3 separate regions of the Ovis aries genome follow, and regions 2 and 3 are each linked to region 1. A link is a contact called in public Hi-C data. All regions are on one chromosome and are shown on one strand. The core of a region is the stretch at or near the end of the contact, and the rest is flanking DNA. Distances in the headings are between cores, read along the strand shown.

Region 1 (3,173 bases), core at 416-2,915:
CCCGCCGTCTATCTTCTGGGTAGTTCCGTATAATGCGGGAGTGCACCTACCTGACTTCCTCTTGGCTGTACCTCCAGGCTCCTTGACCTAGAGGTCATTCTTCACTGAGCATTTTCACGTGTAAGCTTCTGCTTATGAATCACCAGTCTGAAATTCTGCAGAGACCTAGCAGGACATGAGATCTGAGATCGTGCAAGCCCTGGTGGGCTGGCCTCCTGACTGTGACCTTGGCTCCTATTTCCTCACAGGTCCAAGTGGGTTCCACTGGGAGACTATATCGCCTCCAACACAGACGAGTGCACGGCCACGCTGATGTATGCCGTCAACCTGAAGCAGTCTGGCACTGTTAACTTTGAATACTACTACCCAGACTCCAGCATCATCTTCGAGTTTTTTGTAAGCCCCTGGCTGGGGGGCAGGGAGGTGGGGGGAGGTGGGAAGGTTGGAGGTAAAGACCCTGTAAGGCTCAGATGCACTTACAGAAATCACACACAGTCCTGCTTGGGAAATTTTCACAGTCATTTTTCCCTCTGGAGAGAACTGTGGTCAAAATGAGCTGAAGCTTCAAGAGTTAAAGAAAAGATGGAAGTCAGAGGACCCTGGTGGGGAACAGTACAGTCTGGGAGAGTCCTAGGTGCTTTCCCATGTTCGGGCATGAAAATAGCTCTGAGTTCTGCAAAATTTCTTTAGTGTCAATGTACTGACATCCTGTGTGTGTAACTAGCTCCTGCCCTACTTCAAGGCTCATGAGTTCTGAGCTGTCTTTCTCCCATAAGAGGGGCCCTGTGGAAGGCTGGTGCTTTGTGGGGTAAGACACTTGTTTCCTTAGAAAGCTAAGACTCTGATCTCAAATTCCTGCTGCCTCAGGTTCAGAATGACCAGTGCCAGCCCAATGCAGATGACTCGAGGTGGATGAAAACCACAGAGAAAGGATGGGAATTTCACAGTGTGAGTATCAGAGCAGCCTTCTCCCTAGAGACCCCAGAAAAGGGACCAAGGGCCTCTCCCTAGAGACCCCAGAAAAGGGACCAAGGACAAAGGCCTCTTCCTCCCAGTCTGGGCCTCCACCCTTCTCTCCTTGGAGGGCAGGAGCCTGACAACATGAGGATGCTGTAGTTTCTCTTCTCATGGGTTGGCATAATATGGATGTGAACTGACTCACTCCTCTGGCTTGACCCCAAGGACCAGAGCTCTGCAGGTTTAAAGGGCCCAGTTTCCTGGGGCTGGGCATGGATAAACAGAACCAGAGAAGAATAAGGAGGGAGATTCCGCCTTGCTGTTGTCAGTATCTTCAGGTCCCTTCGTTGATCTCACCGCAGAAATGTTCATGATATATGTGATTGAGGGTTCAAGGGAGAGGACATTGAGAGAGTTGGAGGAGGAGGCTTCGAAGGAGAGAGGAACTGAGCCAAGGGGGCAGAAGGGCAATGCTGAGGAGGCGGAGGGAGAGGAGCAGAACAGGAGCTGCCTTGCAGGCTGCAACAGGAGGGGTCCCCCCAGGAGGCTGATGCAATGGACCAGCAGCATCTGTCTCTGTGAGGGAACTCTTTCCTGTTTGTGGTTTTTAGGTCGAGCTAAATCGAGGCAACAACGTCCTCTACTGGAGAACCACAGCCTTCTCAGTGTGGTCCAAAGTGTCCAAGCCCGTGCTGGTGAGAAACATTGCCATAACAGGTACGGATTGTAGATGGTAGGATTGGGTCTGGGGTCTGATGCTGACTTCTGCAGGGAGGGTGGGGTTAGTCCCCACGGCCCTCAGTCTCCAGGCTCAATCCTTGCCCTTCTATGTTGTTCTTCCTCCCCAGGGGTGGCCTACACTTCAGAATGCTTCCCCTGCAAACCTGGCACGTACGCAGACCAGCAGGGCTCCTCTTCCTGCAAACTATGCCCAGCCAATTTTTATTCCAATAAGGGAGAAACTTCCTGCCACCAGTGTGACCCTGACAAATATTCAGGTGAGGGCAGGAAGAGTTTGGTGTTTCGGGCGCGTTGGGGGTTGGGGCGGGGGGAGTGGGGGCGTGCGGGGAGTGGGGTAGGGTGGAGTCGGGGGAGGTACCAACATATATACAGAGGTGAACAGGAAGTGGAGCCATCCTTTTGGCCAAGCTGAAGATGATTCTTCTAGAGCCCTTGCTTTCTGGGCCCTGGAAGAGCCTGGCTAATCCACCAATCACTCTTGAAATGAAATCATTCAATAAGTATTTATCAAGCCACTACTATCTGCCAGGCCTTATTCTGGGTGTTTGGAATACATCAGTAAACAAATTAGACAAGGATCCCTGTCTTCATGCTCTTCCCTGGTAGCTCAGTTAGTAAAGTATCTGCTTGCAATGCAGGAGACCTGGGTTCGATTCCTGGGTCAGGAAGAGCCTCTGGAGAAGGGAATGGCAGCCCACTCCAGTATTCTTGTGGAGAATTACATAGACAAGGAGCCTGGCAGGCTATAGTCCATGGGGTCTCAAAGAGTCGGACACAAATGAGCGACTAACATTTTCACTTTCTGTCTTCATAGAATTTACATCCTGGAATGTAAATGGAATAAGTAATAACTATAATAACTAAATAATAAATATGTAATAAAGTATATTGTATATTAGACAGCAAAAAGTGCAGGGTACCATAGCAAAAAGAAAAAGCAGCTCAGAATTAGAGGAATTAGAAAAGCTAGGGAAAGGGGTTGCGATTGTTTTTTGTTTTTTAATAAAACCTTAAATAAGATTATAAATATTCTATACAGTAGATAAAGAGGTATACATTTATGTTTTTAAATTTATAACAATCATTATCAGTTAATTTAGAAGAGCCAAGAGGTTGTATTGATGTGTAAAACATTTTGAAAGCAAGAAGCTATAATCTTTTATCCATTGAACTCAAAGCATCCACTGAATTTAAAGCAGGCCTTGTCAAAAAGTCCAGGGTTCCTTGGAACATAGTTTGAAAACCACTCCTCTTAAGGAAGATAAGATGACAGCGAATAGCAGCCTATTTCTGCAGTCCCTGGATAACTTCCTGAAGCAGCCCAGCTTGACAAATAGAACCTGGCTACTTGAGAGGATCTTGGGAGCAGCAGGGGGATCTGGTATAAGATGGGCAGTGTCCCCAGAGGGCCCTGTGCTCAGACAGTAGCCCAGGGACCAATCTCCAAGGCAGGTTCTGAAACAAAACAGATAGGG
Region 2 (3,173 bases), core at 182-2,681, 45 kb before region 1:
CCTTCCTGAGCCCAGCCCTTCCTGGTATTTTAGGGACCTGTGCTATCCTGGCATCTCCTGTACCCAGCATCTCATCCTTTCCTCACTGTCTGGCTCCCTCCTTAAGAGTCAACACATACTACTCTCCACTTTCTCTCCCACCCCCTTTCCGTCCCCTTTCCATTCCAATATAGTCTGACCTCTGCCTCAAGCATCCACTGAAACTACTCTTGCTAACGACCTTTGTGGTTAGGTCAAATGGATCATTTCCAGAGCTGATCTTATCTGACCTCAGTGGTTTCTGGCGCCATAACTCTGGATTCCACGAAATGTTCTCTCCATCCTTCATGGGTCTAGCTCCTCTTGGTTTTTCTTCTGCATCTGGCTGTTATTTCTCAGCTTCCTTCTCAGCTCTGTTTCTCTCTCTGCCCCTAAGTGGGATTCTCCAGGGGTTTCATTTCTGCCTTTCTGACTCTCACATTCACTGGGTGAGCTCATTCCCTCCTTTGGCTTCAAGCACCACTATATGAACACTGTGGCTTCCACACATCGTCAACCCACACCCCTAACCGTGTTGTCTACTCTTCATCTCCACAGAAGTGTCCCACAGGCACCAAAAAACAACAGCAACATCACTGATCTCAACGGCATTCTCCCCAAACCTGCTTTTCCCGGACACCTCATTCAGTAAATGGTATCAGCTAAGCCCTCAGAAACCTAGGAGCCCTCCTAGATGGGCCACTCTCTTGGGCCCATATCCAGTCAGTCACAAAGCCCCATCAGTCCTGCCCTTTGCATCTTACCGCCACCCCCTGCATCACTGCTTTAGGGTCCATTACTCCTCCTGGATCATCATGAAACACGCATAGATACACAAACACATTCCAACATGAATCAAAGACAGATGCATAAAGCATGACCTGGTGTTTGATACCTCTTTCCCACTCTATATACCTCACGTCTCTTTATAGAAGAGTTTCCCAAATAGGGCAAAGCGTTGCTTGGTGGAATCTGGGCCTGTGCAAGCCCCGCCATACCAATCATTGCTTAGGTCCGCAAGTGCCCCTTGTTCCTCTGGACTAGAGCGCCAAACTTCCCTCTGCTCAAAAGCACCTGTGAAAGGTGGGGAGACCTGAAAATGGGATCATGGAGGTAGGCAGAAAACAGACCTCTCCCGTACCTGACTCAGTGTCCTCACCAGAGTTAAGTTACCACTTCCGGTCAGGCCGACAGAAGAGTGAGGTCGACCTTACTGGGTACCTGCGTAAGAAACCTCAGTACCTTGGAAGCCCGCGACTTTCCCAAGTAGGAATCATCTTTATCCAACGCAGGGTTCTGGAAAGGGTCTCGGGTGAGAGGCATGATAAAACACCGAGCGAGGCGCTTTTAAGAGGGATGAGAGACCCGCGCAGCCGCACACAACCTAGCACGCGGAGGAGCCCGGGTCCCAATTGTTTGGAACGCCCAATTTCAGTTGCCAGGCAACTGCTCGGCCTTCTGTGACTAAGGCGAATTCCCTCCGAGAAGGGCGCCACCTGGCGGTCTAACGCGGGAGGCCCCTCGGGAAGAAGCTACTGGGAACACAGAGGCGAAAGAGTCGCCGAGTGTACTCGGGAGCCCTGGATTTGCACTCGCGAGCCGTCGGTGAAAAACGCTAGCCTCCCATCTTACAGATCTTCTGCAAAAGACTTCAGTTTAGGAAAGAATTCATAAAAGATAGCCAGCCCTGAAATGTCCTTCTCCTGAAAGGATTTCTCAGAGCGATGACAGAAGAGTCCAGGTGTGTTTGGAAAATTGCCCAGCTAAGGCAAACTCTCCTTGCTTAAACTCGGCTTGACTATGTGAGTCCCATGGTTTCGCATAGGACTGGTTGTAAATTCACAAATGGGTTTGGTGTGGTGGAAATAAGACCTCCAGAAGCAGCTGTTACAGTAGGTAACAGTTAGGTAACAGCTGCCCGGGCCAGTCTTCCAGGCTATAATCCCTGGAGGAGAGACATCATAGCGGTCATTTTTCTGTTGCTTTTAACAAGATGCTTAATAAGTATATGTAGAACGCCACGTCTGCAAAATTAGTGATGCTCGTAGGTATCCGATGGCCCGAAATAATGAATTTGGTAGTGATGGCTTGGAGGTTGTTTCCACCGCGTTCTTTGCACGAGCCTTGTGCGCGCCTGCTGGGCCGGTTGCGGACCCTGGGCGCGTGCATTTTTGCGCCGCGCACACTAGCGGCGGCGGCTGCCATGGCGACCGGCAGGTGAGCGGCAGAGGAGCTCGTGGTCCCTGCCCCACCCGCGCGAAGGGAAAGAGGAGGCGGTTGCCAAGGCGACGTGGGTAGGAGGAGGATAAGAGAAAGGAGGGAGGAGGAAGGATGGGCGGCCTTGGCGTAGCCGCAGGGAGGTGACTGAAGCGAGCCCAGCCCCTTACATCCTGCCCCCTGTGAATCTCCCTCCCCTTTTTTTCCGCCTTCTGCCAGCAGTAGCTGCAGCCGCAGCACCTGAGCCGCTGCTGTCGCTCGCTCTGAACAACACTATGGCTGAGCCTGGCCACAGCCTCCATCCCTCTGCCAGAGGCAGGGGAAGAACTGAGCCGCGCACACTCCGGCTTCTGCGGCTGCTACTCTGGGCTGGGACCGCCTTCCAGGTGACTCAGGGAGCGGGACCGGAGCTTCACTCCTGCAAAGAGGTACTGTCCTCCCCGACCCGACCCCACTTAGGTCAAAAAAATCTTGGATCCCAGCGGAGATCTTGGCGACTTAGACACAGACAGTTTCAGAGGGCACGGAGTTTAGGTTCTATGGGGATAGGGGGAAAAAGGAAGAGGAGCAGACTGGCGTCATGGAGGGGCCACCCCGTTGGAGGACTCACAGAATAGATCACCCTCACAGCTTGGACTGCTGAGCTCGGGAAAGGTCCCAGCTCCAAGGAGCTCAGGAGGGACTCGAGTCCCTGGGCTTGGAACGAGGGAAGAAGACAGGAGTTGTTTCCCAGCTGAAATGAAATTACCTTAAAAGTGGTTGAAAACAAAAGATTATGTACAGAGGGGCAAAATAGAAAGTGGGAAAGGGGAGAAGTGGGGTAAGAAAGGAGTTTGGAAGGCTAGAGGAAAGTAATGGATGGAAGTGGGAATATCTGTGATCGTATCATGGCTTCAGGGAAGGCAGGTAAATGTTGGGAGGTCTGCGAGAGGGACCCT
Region 3 (3,173 bases), core at 289-2,788, 42 kb after region 1:
CAAAGGCGTTTCTCTTAAGTCTCCCCCTGAGTCTCTACTACTCAGCTCCACCACTGGTATTAGCCATGTCCTACACCTCAGAGTTGGCTTGGCAGAGCTTTGCTGGGGCAAGAACAGCAATGCCATGCCCTCCTGACAGGTGCACAAGCAAATGGCATAAGACCAAGGTCTTAGCACAGTTAGCTTTGCGGCACTGAGGGTGGGACTCTCAACTCTTGGTAAAGTGGGAAGGATGTGGGAAAGTATGTGTGCATTCGTGCTAAGTCTTCAGTCATGTCTGACTCTTTGAGATACTATGGACTGTAGCCTGCAAGGCTCCTCTGCCCATGGGATTCTCCAGGCAAGAATACTGAAGTGGGTTGCCATACCCTCCTCCAGGGGATTGTCCAGACCCAGGGATGGAACCAGGATCTCTTACATCTCCTACATTGGCAGGTGGGTTCTTTACCACTAGCACCACCTGGGAAGCCCAGGTCAGAGTATGCCCATTCCCAAATCCTTCAAATAAAGCTCTTGTTATCAGGGAAATTTTTGGATAACTTTGGCTCCACTCATCAACCAGAATACTTCACTGTAAAGGCCTGAATGTTATAAAATTAAAATATGATGAAATCTGTGTTCTAGAAATTTTCACATAGATGCAAGACATGAATTCAATATCTTAAACTGCCTTCAAATCTCCTATTTTCCCCTTGGAAAAGTCTCTTCAAGTGTCTCTCTGAAAGACTTCAATCCCACTCCTCCTACCCCAAGATCTGAAGCGTTGCAAAAGAGACAGTTTGGTGGTACTCAATAATCAGATTAAGAAAGGTATCCTAACTCATGTAGGAGAGGAGGAATTTTGAATTGAAGTAATCTAGGGATTAAAACGTTTTGCCACTCTCTTGACTCAAGATGGAGAAAAGAGTAGAGGTTCAGAGAGAGGGTCCAGTCTTAGGACTTGTAAGTCTTAGAAGCTTGTAAGGTGGAAACTGGAATCTACTGGAGGCCCCAGCTTCCAAGCCAGTGATTATACTGACAGGCCTTGTCTTAGATATGCCCTTTAATACGGGGAGGAAACAGGCACTCATTGCTCTTCCATGGGACAATTAGAGCCCCTACAGAAGCAGGCAGGGCTGGAAAGAAAGCACTGAAGCTGCTGCTGCTAAGTCGCTTCAGTTGCATCCGACTCTGTGCGACCCCATAGGCGGCAGCCCACCAGGCTCCCCAGTCCCTGGGATTCTCCAGGCAAGAACACTGGAGTGGGCTGCCATTTCCTTCTCTAATGCATGAAAGTGAAAGTGAAATCGCTCAGTCCTGTCCGACTCTTAGCGACCCCATGGACTGCAGCCTACCAGGCTTCTCTGTAGGGGATTTTCCAGGCAAGAGTACTGGAGCTGAGTGCCACTGAAAGAAAGGACAGCAGCAGCTAAAACCCGCTCAAGAGCGGGACCTAAACACACCCCAGGGGGCCCACGCCCACCCAACCGCGGACCCGCTTCCGCTACAGCCGCTTCCGGTCCAGAGGTGGGGCGTCCCCACGCTTCCGCCGCGCCTACGCAAGAAGGGCGGATAAGTGCGCGGGTGCAGTGCGGCGGTCACAGGCTGACTGCTGTGGGACGAACCTCACTTCCCTTAGTGTTGACCCGGGGGAAGGAACGATGGTGCTGGATCTGGATTTGTTTCGGGTGGATAAAGGGGGGGACCCAGCGCTCATCCGAGAGTCGCAGGAGAAGCGCTTCAAGGACCCGGCACTGGTGGACCAGCTGGTGAATGCAGACAGCGAGTGGCGACGATGTAAGTACCGGGACATGCGGAGTAGCCCCGGACCCTATCCCCAACTTCATCTGTCGGCTCTCCTGAACTTCCACCCTTCGTTAAGACTCTCTCCCAGGTTGCGATGGCTCCGAAGCGCTCTCTGTCCCCCTCAAAACGCATCCGGCACCCTAAAGTCGGATTATTCCTCTTTCCCCCTCCGCCGGGCTGTGCCACCTCCCTTCTCGGTGGGCTGAGTGCCGATCGCTACTTCTGAGTCTAGGAAAGGAGCGTGGCGCAGGCGCATCAAGAGCTGTCAAGTCTTCCGGCTGCAAGGGTAGCCAGAGGAAAGCCTGGGTGGGAGGTTTGGAGAGTTCCCCTTTCCGAACACGTGTCTTTGGTCGCCTTCTGTCTTTTTCTCATCTTTAGCGAGGTCATAGTGATCTTTTTCTCTCTCGACAGAATCAAAGGTTTCAACCTGAGTCATATCTACAGCGCAGTAGGTTCACTCCGTCCATATTGAAAGCATTTTGGGACTGAGGAGGCCGCTCCTGGCTAAAAACAGTGATCCCGGAGCCTTGGGGAACTGAGCCTCCCCCTGAACTGTGGGCAAACCTTTAAGAACCGAGAATAATCTTCCTTGGTAGATCAGACATGGGCATAGGGATGTGGTGAAGCAAGGAAACGCTTTTAATTATTGAGGCTGTTTAGTTGTGATTTGTGGAAGTTTTCCGGGAAGGACATTGGTAGAGTTGGGCTAGAACCTGGAACTGGACCGGGCATCCTTCATGATGCTAAATAACACCGTAGAACCCTCTGCCTATCAATCTGCCTAGACTAGGCGGAGTAGTCACCAGTTGGCCGGATACTGTCAAACACGTGATTTACTCTGTCTGATGCAATAGGTCTGCAACCAGCTAGAGAGCCAGGTTTATGACAGCTCACTGCATAGGCGGTCACTGTCCAAAAATATGTTGGATTTCTGTTAGGAAAGTTGATTTTCCTACATTTTAGTGTCACCCGTGTAGGGAAGGAGTTGAAGGAAGAGTTGGTAATATAGGGTATTGGGTACCAGGAGAATATTAGTTTAGCTCAGGTATTCTACTGATTCTGGTGGTTTGTTTGACTGAAATCCCACCACCTGAATCCACATGTGAAGTTTTGAGTTGCAACTGAATTAAATGGGAGGGGGGGAAAAACTAGTTTGGACACTGTTTACTGAGTCAGATGTCAGAAGTATCAGATTTTATATCAGTCTAGCCATTGTAGCTCAGACTGTAAAGAATCTGCCTGCAGTGCAGGAGACCCAAGTTGGATCCCTGGAGAAGGAAATGGCAACCCACTCCAGTATTCTTGCCTGGAGAATCCCATGGACAGAGGACCCTGGCAGGCTACAGTCCATAGGGTCGCAAAGAGTTGAACGTGACTGAGCTACTAAC

The links. Hi-C and Micro-C count contacts between places; a contact is called where the count stands out from the background.
Region 2: a Hi-C map of blood shows a contact between it and region 1, with 1.9 times the contacts expected there. The contact joins the promoter of CFAP276 here to the enhancer-like site in region 1. A contact is called at or near these places in 2 of 16 Hi-C or Micro-C datasets (both in blood).
Region 3: a contact with region 1 is called in a Hi-C map of blood, with 1.9 times the contacts expected there. The contact joins the promoter of SARS1 here to the enhancer-like site in region 1. A contact is called at or near these places in 4 of 16 Hi-C or Micro-C datasets (all in blood).

Annotation. Positions count from the first base shown.
Region 1 is chr1:86,452,351-86,455,523 of ARS-UI_Ramb_v3.0, forward strand. ELAPOR1 (endosome-lysosome associated apoptosis and autophagy regulator 1) reads left to right here. Exons shown (of 21, transcript XM_060412451.1): 4 at 249-396; 5 at 868-948; 6 at 1,569-1,674; 7 at 1,806-1,955. Among named protein-coding and RNA genes, the nearest start is that of SARS1, 42 kb to the right of the region's middle. Within about 2 kb of position 1,666, at least 6 of the 54 cell types and tissues checked have an H3K27ac peak or open chromatin away from gene starts, as enhancers often do.
Region 2 is chr1:86,407,409-86,410,581 of ARS-UI_Ramb_v3.0, forward strand. CFAP276 (cilia and flagella associated protein 276) reads right to left here and starts at 1,432. Exons shown (of 6, transcript XM_027972593.2): 1 at 1,261-1,432; 2 at 934-1,092. The coding sequence starts at 1,023. It overlaps ELAPOR1 (endosome-lysosome associated apoptosis and autophagy regulator 1), which reads left to right and starts at 2,443. Exons shown (of 21, transcript XM_060412451.1): 1 at 2,443-2,663. The coding sequence starts at 2,511.
Region 3 is chr1:86,494,794-86,497,966 of ARS-UI_Ramb_v3.0, forward strand. SARS1 (seryl-tRNA synthetase 1) reads left to right here and starts at 1,539. Exons shown (of 11, transcript XM_004002273.5): 1 at 1,539-1,776. The coding sequence starts at 1,641.